Linked DNA regions of Pan troglodytes: region 2 is linked to region 1. The links are chromatin contacts, called in public HiChIP or PLAC-seq maps. All regions are on one chromosome and are shown on one strand. Each heading gives the region's core, a stretch centred on a gene start, on an enhancer-like site or on the middle of the called end of the contact. The rest is flanking DNA. Distances are from core to core; before and after follow the strand shown.

Region 1 (2,740 bases), core at 20-2,519:
TCCCCCCGCCCCCTTCACGCCAGCCCACCTATTTCCAGTATATTTCTGCTGACTGTCCCCACAAGGGCCCCTACCTCCTCTTTGTCCGGTCCTTTGATCTGGTCTCCGCACACCTCTTTTTCCCCAGCTTCCTCCTTTTGGTCTACCTTTTCTGTAGACATCTTCCTGACGAGCCTCTGTTGACTCTGGATCTTCCACTGAGTCACTTGTGGCTAAAACGTGAAGTGGCGATCCAGACGCTGATACCTGTGGCGCATCACATTTTCCTGGATATGGAAAATGGAGGGTCCCTGGGAGAGAAACGAAGATTCAGATGCTAAGTGCTGTGTCAGGGTAGAGGGAGGAAAGGAGGAGGGGGGCGACTGCCCAGCTGATGTCAGATTTTCAAATGAGCAGGGTCCCCCGCAGCCAGTACAGACTCCACTGCAGGGGCCGTCATAGGCCCAGACCACGCCATTTGAGAGGGGGAGTCGGCCTTGGCCTCAGCTCTGTTGGGGAGGTCTCTAGCCCAGAGTCAGGATGCCTGCAATGGGGGAGGGGCAGGCAGTGAACCAGCGACAGTGGGGGTGTGCGCAGGGATGTAGGCAGCTAGGCTCCCCCACTGGCCAGGCAGTTGGTATGCTCCAGGATCTGAGCAGCTCCTTCTAGCATCCTTCATCCTTCAGGTACCAGCCATCCAGACAGTGCTTGAGCTGCAGAAACCGAGACCAGCCCTCGACAGACCTCTGGCCTGGCCCTCCCCAGGGGCCTCCTTTCCTATAGTCACTGCTTCTGCATCAGATACTTTCAGCTGCAACTCCCTACTGGGTGGGGCACCCATTTCAGGCAGAAGGTTTTGGTACCCTCCACTGACCCTACACCCAGGGCTGCTACTGCCGCTTGTGGCTTCAGGTAAGTAATGGCCTGTTTTTCTCCTGTTGGGGCTCACTGGAGCAGACAGGGGTGATGTGCCCTCCTCATCAGGGTTGGTTGAGGTCTTCAGAGCTGGGAACACACATGGTTTGAAGGGCTGAAAAGCCTTAAATCATTTGTGTAAGGTTTAATGATCTGTGGCCCAGGCCATGAGGGAGTTTGGGGAGCACCTCATCCCACCCTATTTTTTTCCATGAGGAATACAGGGATGAGACAGTCCACTGGAGGAGGAGGAGGAGGATAGGAGGGGAACAAAATATTGGGGTATGACCACAGCCTTGTAAATTGGTGTGGAGTGAGCATGGAGGGGGGCCTCCAGCTGAGACTGTGCTCTGAGAGGTCCCTCTTTTTTCCAGGATGAAAGGTGAGACCCCGGTGAACAGCACTATGAGTATTGGGCAAGCACGCAAGATGGTGGAACAGCTTAAGATTGAAGCCAGCTTGTGTCGGATAAAGGTAGGTGGGACCCTGGCTGGCTCCCATTAGTTGGCCAGGCTGTGCTGTGCTGCAGGTTCCCAAAGCTCAAGATAAGAGATGCGTTCTTTCCTTCACTTCCTGAGGTCAGGGGAGGAGTCTGGGGCTCTGTAGAGAGAGCTGTCCCCAGGCCTCTGGGGGGGATGAGGGAGAAGACAGTCGTAAGGAGCCCTGGAGATGGCAAAAGAGAACCCATTTGGGGAGGGAGGCTGCAGTCCCCTTCAGAGGTCCTGGCTAACAATACCCTTCCTGGCTGTGTCCCAGGTGTCCAAGGCAGCAGCAGACCTGATGACTTACTGTGATGCCCACGCCTGTGAGGATCCCCTCATCACCCCTGTGCCCACTTCGGAGAACCCCTTCCGGGAGAAGAAGTTCTTCTGTGCTCTCCTCTGAGCTCCCCTGTCCCTTCTCACAACTCCTCCCTTTTCCCTCTCCTGGGCCCTTCCTTAGGTCAGTAATTGTTGTGAGCCCCTTAGGCTCCTTGCATCCCATCCCCCTAACCCTTGCCTGACCATGTGAGGTTATCTGAAGCACAAGGCCCACCCTCACCTATCTGTCGACCCCATTTCCTACCACCTTTGTGGCCGACCCCAAGCACCCCAGAGATATGAGGCACCCTTTGCTCCACCCACAGCAGGGCCCCGTCAGACTCTGCCAGCGCGTCCTGCCCGCTTCCCTCGGTGACCTGCTCAGACAATGGAGAGGGATGGGCCAGGTTCTTGCTCTCAGTCTCACCTGGAGCTACTGGGAGGGTAAAACCATTTGAAGAATAAAGTCATCCAGAGCCTCAGGACAGCTCCTGTGTTAGAATTCTTGGGGGGAGAGGATCATCAAGCAACAGATCTGCCATACCCAGGGAACAGGGCCAATCAATGCAGGCTAGACATCGTCAAGGATCGGAGATCAGAGGGGTCGGGGGATGGCGGGCGCGAGAGAGCGTCCACAGTGTAAGAATTAAGTACAAAAGACGCTCAAGAGGCTGCGAAGAGCAAACACACACACACAAACGTGCAACGAAGCCAAGTTAAAAGGTAAACAGGCCGAAGAGGGGGGATTTAGGGGAGGGTGCGGGAGTGCAGTCGTACAGCAGAGGAACTCTTAGGAGGGTAGGGGCGGAGCTTGGCTTCAGTTACCGCGACTGGAGCCGATTTTATACCTAAGATGGCTGCGCCCACAGCCGCTCCCATTCCAAGATGGCCGTACCAACATGGCAGCCCCCACATCACGGAGTTTACCGTACAGGGCTTCTCTTAAAATGGCGGCCCCCAGGCAACCGGCGTTCTCAATATGGTCCCTTCCGCCCTCTTCTGGTCTCAAAATGGCTGCCCCTGCCCTAACCAAGCCGGGGCCCGCG
Region 2 (2,727 bases), core at 182-2,681, 78 kb after region 1:
ACATCTAAGTGAAGCCAGTACTTGCCTGATTGTATAGGGTAGCAGTATGCAAACTAAATTTTGGAGTTGTCAGTAATGAGCATTATTTAGCACACAGGGCAGTGATATTGGGTATATTTTTTATTGTCTCCCTTTGTACCTTATCTTTATTCCCAATGCCTAGCTTAGGTATACAGTAGGTTCCAAATAAATATATGGTTGAATATGCCAATCAGGGAATTTAGGAGGATTGAGCCCTGTCTAGGATCAGAGATAAAGGTAGGTCTTTCATGGGAAAGGGTCCTTGAGAGGGAATAAGTATCAAAGACATGCTAACTGCATTCCTTCTCTTCCTTCCAGGCAGTAGAACGAGTCCTGTACCCACACCTGTCCACCTACTGGACAAACTTGCAGGCTGTGCTGGATGATTATTCAGTATCTAATGCTCAGGTCAAAGCAGATGGGCACAAAGTCTATGGAGCCATTCTGGTGAGTACCGTCCCCTTCCAGCCTCCCTTCCCTGCATGAGCTTAGCAGCCAAGCAGGCTTACTTTGGAATATTTGATGGGCCCAGGTTCCTCGAATTTTTTGCCTATCTTAGTCCTTGGCTCTTACAGGTGGCGGTAGAGCGACTGCTGAAGATGAAGGCCCAGGCAGCAGAGCCCAACAGGGGTGGCCCAGGTGGCAGGGGGTGCCGGCGCCTGGACGACCTGCCATGGGACAGCCTTCTCTTTCAAGAGTCGTCCTCCGGGGGCGGTGCAGAGCCCAGCTTTGGGTCCGGCCTCCCGCTGCCGCCAGGGGGCGCGGGGCCGGAGGACCCTTCTCTTTCGGTGACCCTGGCCGACATCTACCGGGAGCTCTACGCCTTCTTCGGTGACAGCTTGGCCACACGCTTTGGCACCGGCCAGCCTGCACCCACGGCTCCGCGGCCGCCCGGGGACAAGAAGGAGCCGGCGGCAGCCCCGGACTCGGTGCGGAAGATGCCGCAGCTGACGGCAAGCGCCATAGTCAGCCCGCACGGCGACGAGAGCCCCCGGGGCAGCGGCGGAGGCGGCCCCGCGTCGGCCTCTGGGCCCGCCGCCTCTGAGAGCAGGCCCTTGCCGCGCGTGCATCGGGCGCGCGGGGCACTCCGGCAGCAGGGCCCCGGGACCGGCACCCGCGACGTTTTCCAGAAGAGCCGTTTCGCCCCGCGCGGCGCCCCGCACTTTCGTTTCATCATAGCCGGGCGGCAGGCTGGGAGGCGCTGCCGCGGGCGCCTTTTCCAGACTGCCTTCCCCGCGCCGTACGGGCCTAGCCCGGCCTCCCGCTACGTGCAGAAACTGCCCATGATCGGCCGTACCAGCCGCCCCGCCCGCCGGTGGGCGCTCTCGGACTACTCGCTGTACTTGCCGCTCTGAGTCAGTGGCCGCTTCGTTCCTTGTAAATAAATCCTGCCCCCGGAAGTGACGTCTCCACCTTCGTGGGTCGCGCCGGATAAGGTGGGCTTTGGGCGGGGTGCTGCTGCGGCGGCGCTTCTTGGTGGTCAGGGCCCCATGGCGCTGTCCTGGCTGCAGCGCGTCGAGCTTGCGCTCTTTGCTGCCGCCTTCCTGTGCGGGGCCGTGGCGGCCGCGGCGATGACTCGGACCCAGGTGCGGCTGCGGGGCGGGGTCAGGTAGGCGGGGGAGCTGGCCGGTCTGGACATGGCGAGGCCACTTTCGCTTTCCGACCGGGCTTGCTGCTGCTCGGAGCCGGTGGACTTGGTGAGGCACGTCTGGCGCCGGCCTGTACCTGAAATGCAGCGAGGCTAATCGCGCTTTGTGGCTCCTCCTGGCCAGGTCATACTTCGAAGTTGTCCCCTCGCCAAAGGGACGGGTCAGTAGCGTCTTAAAGCACTAGGTGGAGTCGGGTTTCGTGGCTCCTGCTGCACAGCCTTACTGTGGTTCCGAAACAGAAGTCAGTGCAGAACCTGCGTCCATCCGTTAAATCAGAAGCCATTTGTGCTGAGCTTTGTCGAGAAATAAAGCATAGTGTAGTGGAGATGATCAAGCTGCCACATGATTGTAGCACAGTGTGTTAAATGACAAAATGAGAGATGGAGAAAACGCTGACGTAAAGGTAGAAGCCAATAATTTACATCGTTTACCCCAGCCAGGTAATCTGGTTAATAAACATGGGTTCATTTAATGCCTATAAAGTAGGCACTAGTGTGCCTATTTTACACCATGAGAAAACCTCAGAGATCCGCAGGGCGCGGTGACTCACGCCTGTAATCCCAGCACTTTGGGAGGCTGAGGCAGGCGGATCACTTGAGGTCAGGAGTTCGAGACCAGCCTGGCCAACATGGCAAAACTCTGTCTCTACTAAAAATACAAAAATTAGCCAGGTGTGGTGGCTCATGCCTGTAATCCCAGCTACTTCGGAGGCTGAGGCAGGAGAATCGCTTGAACCTGGGAGGCGGAGGTTGCAGTGAGCCGAGATCGTGCCATTGCACTCCAGCCTGGGTGACGAGCGAATCTCCATCGCAAAAAAAAAAAAAAAAAAAAAAAAAAAAACACTGGCCGGGCCTGGTGGCTCACGCCTGTAATCCCAGCACTTTGGGAGGCCGTGGCAGGCGGATCACGAGGTCAGGAGATCAAGACCATCCTGGCCAACACGGTGAAACCCTGTCTCTACTAAAAATACAAACAATTAGCCAGGCATGGTGGCAGGTGCCTGTAGTCCCAGCTACTCAGGAGGCTGAGGCAGGAGAATGGCATGAACCCAGGAGGC

Evidence for each region. HiChIP or PLAC-seq counts read pairs in DNA pulled down with a chosen protein or histone mark.
Region 2: an H3K4me3 HiChIP or PLAC-seq map of stem cell-derived excitatory neurons shows a contact between it and region 1, with 2.8 times the contacts expected there. The contact joins the promoter of TMEM179B here to the promoter of GNG3 in region 1.

What each region holds. Positions count from the first base shown.
Region 1 is chr9:65,020,258-65,022,997 of NHGRI_mPanTro3-v2.0_pri, forward strand. GNG3 (G protein subunit gamma 3) reads left to right here and starts at 1,270. Exons shown (of 2, transcript XM_001156854.7): 1 at 1,270-1,368; 2 at 1,651-2,176. The coding sequence starts at 1,270. The coding sequence ends at 1,779. BSCL2 (BSCL2 lipid droplet biogenesis associated, seipin) reads right to left here. Exons shown (of 12, transcript XM_016921078.4): 1 at 2,122-2,740; 2 at 75-290. The coding sequence starts at 161.
Region 2 is chr9:65,098,078-65,100,804 of NHGRI_mPanTro3-v2.0_pri, forward strand. It overlaps TMEM179B (transmembrane protein 179B), which reads left to right and starts at 1,432. Exons shown (of 5, transcript XM_001158217.8): 1 at 1,432-1,607. The coding sequence starts at 1,512. It overlaps TAF6L (TATA-box binding protein associated factor 6 like), which reads left to right. Exons shown (of 10, transcript XM_054662360.2): 9 at 340-468; 10 at 597-1,421. The coding sequence ends at 1,376.